2 separate regions of the Macaca mulatta genome follow, and region 1 is linked to region 2. A link is a contact called in public Hi-C data. All regions are on one chromosome and are shown on one strand. The core of a region is the stretch at or near the end of the contact, and the rest is flanking DNA. Distances in the headings are between cores, read along the strand shown.

Evidence for each region. A called contact is a pair of places that touch in the nucleus more often than the background predicts.
Region 1: a Hi-C map of fibroblasts shows a contact between it and region 2, with 3 times the contacts expected there. The contact joins two enhancer-like sites. A contact is called at or near these places in 8 of 14 Hi-C or Micro-C datasets (CD4 T cells, blood, cortical neurons and 5 more).

Annotation. Positions count from the first base shown.
Region 1 is chr1:218,038,300-218,042,618 of T2T-MMU8v2.0, reverse strand. No RefSeq gene overlaps it. Among named protein-coding and RNA genes, the nearest start is that of LACTBL1, 3.0 kb to the left of the region's middle. Within about 2 kb of position 2,853, at least 5 of the 40 cell types and tissues checked have an H3K27ac peak or open chromatin away from gene starts, as enhancers often do.
Region 2 is chr1:217,818,740-217,823,146 of T2T-MMU8v2.0, reverse strand. The region is part of intron 1 of HTR1D (5-hydroxytryptamine receptor 1D); the gene reads right to left. Among named protein-coding and RNA genes, the nearest start is that of LUZP1, 20 kb to the left of the region's middle. Within about 2 kb of position 1,861, at least 2 of the 40 cell types and tissues checked have an H3K27ac peak or open chromatin away from gene starts, as enhancers often do.

The sequences.
Region 1 (4,319 bases), core at 1,604-4,103, 220 kb before region 2:
AGGCTGCAGTGAGCCAAGATGAGATTATGTCAGTGCGCTCCATCCTGGATGAGAGAGTGAGACTGTCAAAAAACAAATAAACAAAAAAAAAATCGTGCTCTGTCACCTAGGCTAGAGTGCAGTGGTGCAATCAAAACTCACTGCAGCCTCCAACTCCTGAGCTCAAGCAATCCTCCTGCCTCAGCCTCCTGAGTATCTGAGACTATAGGCAGGCACCACTATGCCCAGCTAATTATTATTTTTTAATTGCTTTGGATACAGATGGGGGTCTTCCTTTTTTGCCCAGCTAGTCTTAAACTCTTGCCCTCAAGTGATCCTCCCATCTCCGCCTCCCAAAGTGCTGGGATTATAGGTGTAAACCAAAAATAAAATTCTAAGGCCCCCAACCATCTGAATAGACTTCCTTCTCAGCCAGGGCACTCTTAACATAACCGGAAAGATCAAAAGACTGGTTTAAGCCTTGATGGGAAGTAAGGGTCAGACATGACTCATCATACTTCTCCAGCATAACATCACATAACAGATAAAGAAAGAAATCAAAATAGTTTAACCCCAAATATATTTCCTTGTTATATCTCGAAATTGCCCTGCAAAGTTTGTCTCTTGTGGGAAAAATCTACATTCTGTAGAGAATCCTCTTCCTTTTCTATTTCCAGACCCAGGAGATAATCAACACTCAGGAACCCTTTTAAGTCCCATAAGAAAACATTGTATAACCTATTCTCTCTGAAGCCTGCTAGCTATAAGCTTCCTCTGCACAATAAAACTTTGGTCTCCCCAATCTTTTACCCCAAACATTTCCTTTCTATCGATCTCAGTTCCTCAAACTCAACCAATTGTCAACTAGAACATTTTTAAGTTTACCTATAGCCTGGAAGCCCCCACATCGAGCTGTCCCACTTTTCTAAACCAAACCAATGTACATCTTAAATGTATTTGATTGATGTATCATGCCTCTCTAAAATGTATAAAACCAGCCAGGCGCGGTGGCTCATGCCTGTAATCCTAGCACTTTGGGAGGCAGAGGCGGGCAGACTGCCTGAGGTCAGGAGTTCAAGATCAGCCTGGGCAACATGGCAAAACCCCGTCTCTACTAAAAATACAAAACACTACCCGGGCGTGGTAGTGTGTGCCTGTAATCCCAGCTACTTGGGAGGCTGAGGCAGGAGAATCACTTGAACCCGAGAGGCAGAGGTTGCAGTGAGCTGAGATCATGCCACTGCTCTCCAGCCTGGGCAACAGAGCAAGACTGTCTAAAAAAAAAAAAAAAAAAAAAAAAAAAAAAAAAAAAAAGGCTGTACCCCAACCACCTTGGGTACATAATCTCAGGACCTCCTGAGGGCTGTGTCACGGGCCATTGGTGACTCATATTTAGCTAATATTTCTCTTCAAGTATTTTACAGAGTTTTGATTCTTTTGGTCGACATAGGTGTGAACCACCACTCCCAGCCATGACCTGGCTTTTATGTCAAACTTCTACCTGGCCTCTGTGGCAGGTATCAGATCTTCTCTGTGAACAATCTCGAAGATTTTCTATTGATTTTAGTTGATACAAAAGTTAAAACATATATTCCTTCTCAACATCAGATGAGGTTGCACATTGGGATTACTTGGGGAGCTCTTAAAAACCCCTGGTGTCTGAGTCCCACTGCAGAGATCCCCGAGGCGCAGCTTGGATGCCGCAACCTTTGGAGACTCCTTGGTGATTCCACTGTGTGGCTAAGGTTGAGAATCAGTGCCCCAGATCAGTGTGTGTCCCACTTACTTGTGTGTAGGAGCATCCTGGCGATTGCGTTACATGGTAGGTTCTGAGCCAGGGGGCCAGGGTGGGATCCGAGAGCCTACATTTCTAACAAGCTCCTACATGATGCTGAGGCTGGTGTAAGGACCACACTTTGAGGAGCGAGGCTCCTCTGCAACTCACGGATCACACCAGTCTCCACCTCATTATTTCAACAGAGCCTTGAATTACTATCTCCTTCTACTGATGCTCAGGGTCGGGGATAGATGGTGGCAAACCTTCTAGATCTTCTTCTGTAGCCCCTATAGCCAAAAATCTGAGTGATTTTGTCCAAACTCCACATTGTGTGGCTGGCAAAAGAGGCTCACAGAGGGAAAATGACTTACCAAGGTCACATAGCAAGTTTACTGACAACAACTGACCTGGACCCAGGTCTTTTTCATTGCACTTGGCTGCTTCGTTAATCTCTGCGGCTCAGAGCTGGCAGCCCACCTCTTGGACACAGACTGCCTGTTGACAATGTACCACATACGGTCCTTAGAGCCCCCTGTGCTATGTCCTCTGGTCTCCACAATCCCGGGAGGCAGCTTCTATTCTGTCTCCATTTCACATCCAAGGAAACTGATGCTCCGGAAAGGGAAGTCCCCAGGAAGTGGCAGGACTGGGATTGGACCCAGGAATCCTGTCGTTCCTAGACACTGACAAGACTCTTCGGTTGCTGTGAGGATTAAATGGGATGTGCTCATGAAGCAGGCAGCCCAGAGAGAGCCTGGCACCTAGTAAGGGCCCCATAAAGTTCAGCTTCCTACTATGACTCGGGTTTGTTGTGTTTTGTTTTGTTTTGTTTTTTGAGACAAGGTCTCACTAACACTACCTAATATTAATCAGTCTGTGGGCAAGGACTGTGTCTTATTCAGGTTTATGTCCCCAGACCTAGCACTCCTGGGTTCTGCAGCCCTCGCCCCCAGGACACCACCCGCTCCCTGAGAACTCCTCCCTTGCTCCTAGCCTAGTTCCGAAGGCAGCCATTTTTCACTGCAGAGACCAGCCCTGCCCCTCCCAAATTTAACTAGACGGGAACCCACAGCGTGTCATACAGCACAGTGGCCCCAGGATGGCAGTAGATGCCCATGTGTAAGATCTCTGGCCCAGCCTGAGCCTCCTTTAAAGGGTAATTTACTTGCGTGTGTCTCTTCCTCCAGGCCCTTGTCCAGGGGCTTTCCATCCATGAACCAAGCTATTCCCCCACAGTATCCCCATAGGGAGGAATTATTCATCATCGTTTACACACGAAAGATCATGTTCATCCTTTGCCCTTCATGGCTGCCTCCTACTCTTTGGGGAAAAATCAAAAACCTTATCTGCATGGTCTAAACCTATCCAGTAGATGTCCCTGTGAGTCAGGCTGCAAGAGTTCAAATTCCAGCTTCCCCACTTACTATCGGTGTGGCTTTGGTTGGATTTCTTGGCTTCTTTTGGACCTCAATGTGCTCATCCATAAAATGGAGTAATGAAGTAGAACCCACCTCCTTGCAGGAGGAGTGAGGATTGCATGAAATAATACACCCAAAATGTACAATCCAGCAGCAAGTGCTCAGCAAATGTTAGTCACTCTTGTTACCATGAGTCTCATTGGCCTCTCCTCCTGGGAGAAAGTCGGGACCTTTAAGAAAGAAGAATGTGGGCCAGGCACGATGGTTCGTTCCTGTAATCCCAGCACTTTGGGAGGCCAAGGCAGGCGGATCACTGGAGATCAGGAGTTTGAGACCAGCCTGGCCAATATGGCGAAATCCCGTCTCTACTAAAAATACAAAAATTAGCCAGGCATGGTGGTGGGCGCTTGTAGTCCCAGCTACTTGGGAGGCTAAGGCTGGAAAATCATGAACCCAGGAGGCAGAGGTTGCAGTGAGCCGAGATCATGTCATTGCACTTCAGGCTGGGTGACAGCAAGATTCTGCTGAAAGAAAGAAAGAAAGAGAGAAAGAGAGAGAGAAGGAAGGAAGGAAGGAAGGAAGGAAGGAAGGAGCAAGCTGAAAAGACATCAAACCAAAGGGCAAATTAAACTTTAAAAAGGGTCAGGCATGGTGGCTCACGCCTGTAATCCCAGCACTTTGGGAGGCCAAGGTGGGTGGATCACGAGGTCAGGAGATGGAGACCATCCTGGCTAACACAGTGAAATCCCGTCTCTACTAAAAATATAAAAAATTAGCTGCGTGTGGTGGCACATGCCTGTAGTCTCAGCTACTCAGGAGGCTGAGGCAGGAGAATCGCTTGAACTCAGGAGGTGGAGGTTGCAGTGAGCCAAGATCGCGCCACTGCACTCCAGCCTGGGTGACAGAGTGAGATTCCATCTCAAAAAAAAAACTTTACAAAGAAAAATGTTCCTCCTAAAGGATATACGAAGATACTTAGCATTTTCAGCAATCAGGCTTTGATTGATTCATTGACTGATCCATTCATTCACTCGCTTACCCACTGAGTCACGAGTCATGCAACAAATGTTTACTGAAGATCTGCCATTGACTGGATCTTACTCTTGGGTGTGGGGCAAAGCAGATATAGTAACAGATACTCATTG
Region 2 (4,407 bases), core at 612-3,111:
TGGCCAGTCTGGTCTCGAACTCCTGACCTTGTGATCCGCCCGCCTCAGCCTCACAAACTGTTGGGATTACAGGCATGAGCCACAGTACCTGGCCGGAAGTCTATTTTTAAAAATGTTTTTATTATGTTCGTTCTTTCTTTCTCTCTCCCTTCCTTCCTTCCTTCCTTCCTTCCTTCCTTCCTTCCTTCCTTCCTTCCTTCCTTCCTTCCTTCCTTCCTTCCTTCCTTCCTTCCTTCCTTCCTTCCTTCCTTCCTTCCTTCCTTCCTTTTTCTCTCTTTCTTTCTCCCCTCCCTCCCTTCCTTCCTTCCTTCCTTCCCCATTGTGGAAGTTTAATCCAGAAAATACATTCAACTTTCCAAATGGAAACTGGAAACCTAGCTGCAAAAAAATCTTGGGAACTTCTGGGTTGGCGCAAGTATCCAGGTGTCTGTCTAGAAGCTCCTGACCTCAGGTGATCCGTGTGCCTCGGCCTCCCAAAGTGGGAGGGATTACAGGTGTGAACTATCGTGGCTGGCCCCTTGAAGCTTTTTCAGACCTTGTCCTAGATACCTTTTCTTCTGGTTGTTCATTTGAATTCTATATAATAAACCAGTAATTTTTAAATTATTTATTTGTTTATTTATTTATTTTGAGGTAGGATCTAGCTTTGTCCCCCAGGCTAGAGTGCAGTGGCATGACCACAGCTCACTGCAGCCTCGACCTCCTGGATCGAGTGACCCTCTAACCTTAGCCTCCCAAGTAGCTGGAACTACAGGTACATACCACCATGCCCAGCTAATTGTTTTTTGTTTGTTTGTTTGTTTGTTTGTTTTCATAGAGGCAGGGTCTTGCTATGTTGCCAGGGCTGGTCTCAAACTCCTGGACTTAAGCAATCCTCCAGCCTTGACCTCCCAAAGTGCTGGGATTACAGCCACGAGCAGCTTTAGCTCCTTAATGTTTTAAAAATCAATCACCAGCTGGGCGCAGTGGCTCTTGCCTGTAATCCCAGAACTGTGGGAGGCTGAGGCAGGTGGATCACCTTAGGTCGGGAGTTCAAGACCAGCTTGACCAACATGGAGAAACTCTGTCTCTACCAAAAATACAAAATTAGCCAGGCGTGGTGGTGCATGCCTGTCATCCCATCTACTTGGGAGGCTGAGGCAGGGGAATTGCTTGAAACCAGGAGGTGGAGGTTGCAGTGAGCCAAGATGGCGCCATTATACTCTAGCCTGGGCAACGAGAGTGAAACTCTGCCTTAAAAAAAAAAAAAAAAAAAAAAAGGGCTGGGCAGGGTGGCTCACACCTGTAATCCCAACATGTTGGGAGGCCGAGGTGGGCGAGGTCAAGAGATCGAGACCATCCTGGCTAACACGGTGAAACCCCGTCTCTACTAAAAATACAAAAAAATTTAGCTGGGCATGGTTGCAGCCACCTGTAGTCCCAGCTACTCGGAAGGCTGAGTCAGGAGAATGCTCTGAACCCGGGAGGTGGAGCTTGCAGTGAGCCGAGATGGCGCCACTGCACTCCAGCCTGGGAGACAGAGCAAGACTCTGTCTCAAAAAAAATAAGGCCACCTGGCTGGAAGTGGAAAAACCAGGTCCAGAGATCTCAAGAAATTTCTACCCTTGCCTACATTGCCTCAGTTGAGGATGAAAAGCCTTAAGGCATGCATGCATAGCTGGTTTGACGACCCCCTCCTACCCCCACTCTCCCCAGGCTCCACCCCAAAAGCCTCTGGCTGAAGTTTTGCTCCCATTTTGGTTCACGGGGAAAATGTGAACTCTGGTTGGCTCTTCGAAACTTTCTCCCCTGCAGACAGTCTGGGTGACTGAGGTGCGTCATTTCCCATGGAAGCCTGGTGTGCCGGCCCCACAAACTCATGAGGTCACTCCTTGAGTTCCAAGCATTCCAGTGACCTCATTTCAGTGAAAGGCGTGGGTTCAGAAAGGCTCAGGAGGCTGGTGTGTGTGCAAGCCCTCCAGCCCTCGGTGACATCTTGGGAAGAAGGACAGGGACACAGGGACAGGAGCAGACAGACTTGGTGAGGAAAGCTAGGCTGTAGCTTTGAAAGAAGTAGCACAATTCAGAGGCTGTCTTCTCTCCTGCCTGCTATCCCCCCCCATTGTGAACAAAGGTGGGAGAAGTTTTCATAATCTAGCTGCCTTTGGAGACATGGACTGTAGCTCCATAAGCAACTCTCTCTTTCCCGTCACACTTCAAATAATAAAATAACAAATACAGGCCAGGCATGGTGGCTCACACCTGTAATCCCAGCACTTTGGGAGGCTGAGGCCGGTGGATCACCTGAGGTCAGGAGGTCGAGACCAGCCTGGCCAACATGGTGAAACCCCATCTCTACTAAAAATGCAAAAATTAGCCGGGCGTGGTGGTAGGCACCTGTAATCCCAGCTACTCAGGAGGCTGAGGCAGGAGAATCGCTTGAATCTGTGAGGCAGAGGTTGCAGTGAGCCAAGATCGTGCCATTGCACTCCAGCCTGGGCGACAAAGCAAGACTCCATCTCAAAAAAAAAAAAAAAAAAAGTTAAAATGACAATGAAAGCCGGGTGTGGTGGCTTATGCCAGTAATCCCGACACTTTGGGAGGCTCATGTGGGAGGATCGCTTGGGCCTAGGAGTTCAAGACCAGCCTGGGCAACATAGCGAGACTATCTATTTTAAACAAAAGAAAAAAGAAAGAAAGAAAAATTAAAATGACAACAAGGTGCCATTTTCACCTAGTAGAAAAGTACAGCATTTTAAATCTGATCATGTCATGTCAGTTAATAAGAGTCAGCAGCTTGGGAGGCTGAGGCAGGATGATTGCTTGAGCCCAGGGGTTCAAGACCAGCCTGGGCAACACAGTGATTGGAGATACTTCACAAGCAAACAATTTAGTATTATTTCATAAAACTAAAGAAGCAAACAATTTAGTATTATTTCATAAAACTAAAGATGTGATGACTACCTCATGATTCAGCAATTCCACTGCTGGGTATGCATGGCAGAGAAACTCTTCTGTGTTCGCTAGAAGACAGAAACAAGAATGGTCCTAGTAGCATGAAATAGCAAACAGCTAAAAACAACCAAACGTCCATCAACAGCAGAATGGTAGCATATGGCATAGTCCTACGATGGAGTGCTACAGAGAAGCAAAACAGAGTAAACCACAGCTACACACACCAAAATGGTGATTATCACAAACAAGGCAGAGTGCCAAAGTCAAAAACATGCAAGAAGAAACAAACTGTTAGGGAGATAAATATATGTGGCAAAACCATAAGGAAAAGCAAAGAAATTAAAAATATAAAATTCAGGGGCCGGGCGCGGTGGCTCATGCCTGTAATCCCAGCACTTTGGGAGGCCGAGGTGGGCGGATCACGAGGTCAGGAGACCGAGACCATCCTGGCAAACACAGTGAAACCCCGTCTCTACTAAAAATCCAAAAAAAGTAGCCGAGCGTGGTGGCGGGCGCCTGTAGTCCCAGCTGCTCGGGAGGCTGAGGCAGGAGAATGGCGTGAGCCCGGGAGGCAGAGGCTGCAGTGAGCCGAGATCACGCCACTGCACTCCAGCCTGGGCGACAGAGCGAGACTCTGTCTCAAAAAAAATAAAATAAAATAAAATAAATAAATAAATAAATAAATAAATAAATAAAATTCAGGATAGTGGTTACCCCTGGAGGGAAAAGGACAGAGGAATATAATCATAAAGGGTTTTAAAAGTTTCAATTATATTCTTTTCACTATCTCAGCTCATTGCAACCTCCGCCTCCCGGGTTTAAGTGATTCTCCTGCTTCAGCCTCCCAAGTAGCTGGGATTACAGGCATGTACCACCATGCCCGGCTAATTTTTGTATTTTTTTTTAGTAGAGATGGGGTTTCGCCATGTTGGCCAGCCTGCCTTGGCCTCCCAAAGTGCTGGGATTATAGGTGTGAGCCACCACGCCAGGCCTTTTTGAGAAAGGGTCTTGCTCTGTCACCCAGGCTGGAGTGCAGGGGCGTGATCAGAGCTCACTGCAGTCTTGATCTCCTGGGCTCAAGTGATCCTCCCACCTCAGCCTCCTGAGTAGCTGGGACCACAGATACACACTACCACTCCCAACTGATGTTTAAATGTTTTTGCAGAGATGGGGTCTCCCTATGTTGTCCAGGCTTGTCTTCAAACTCCTAGACTCAAGCAATTCTCCCACCTTGGCCTCCTAAAGTGCTGGGATTACAGGTGTGAGCCACCATGCCTGGCCTTTTTTTTTGTTTTTTTTTTTAGAGGGAGGATCTTGCTCTGTCACCCAGGTACAGTGGCACAGTCATAGCTCACTGCAACCTTGAACTTCTGGGCTCAAGTGATCCTCCCAACTTGGCCTCCCAAAGTGTTGGGATTATAGGCATCAGCCACCATGCCCAGCCTGATGTTCTATTTTTTAAGTAGGTGGTGA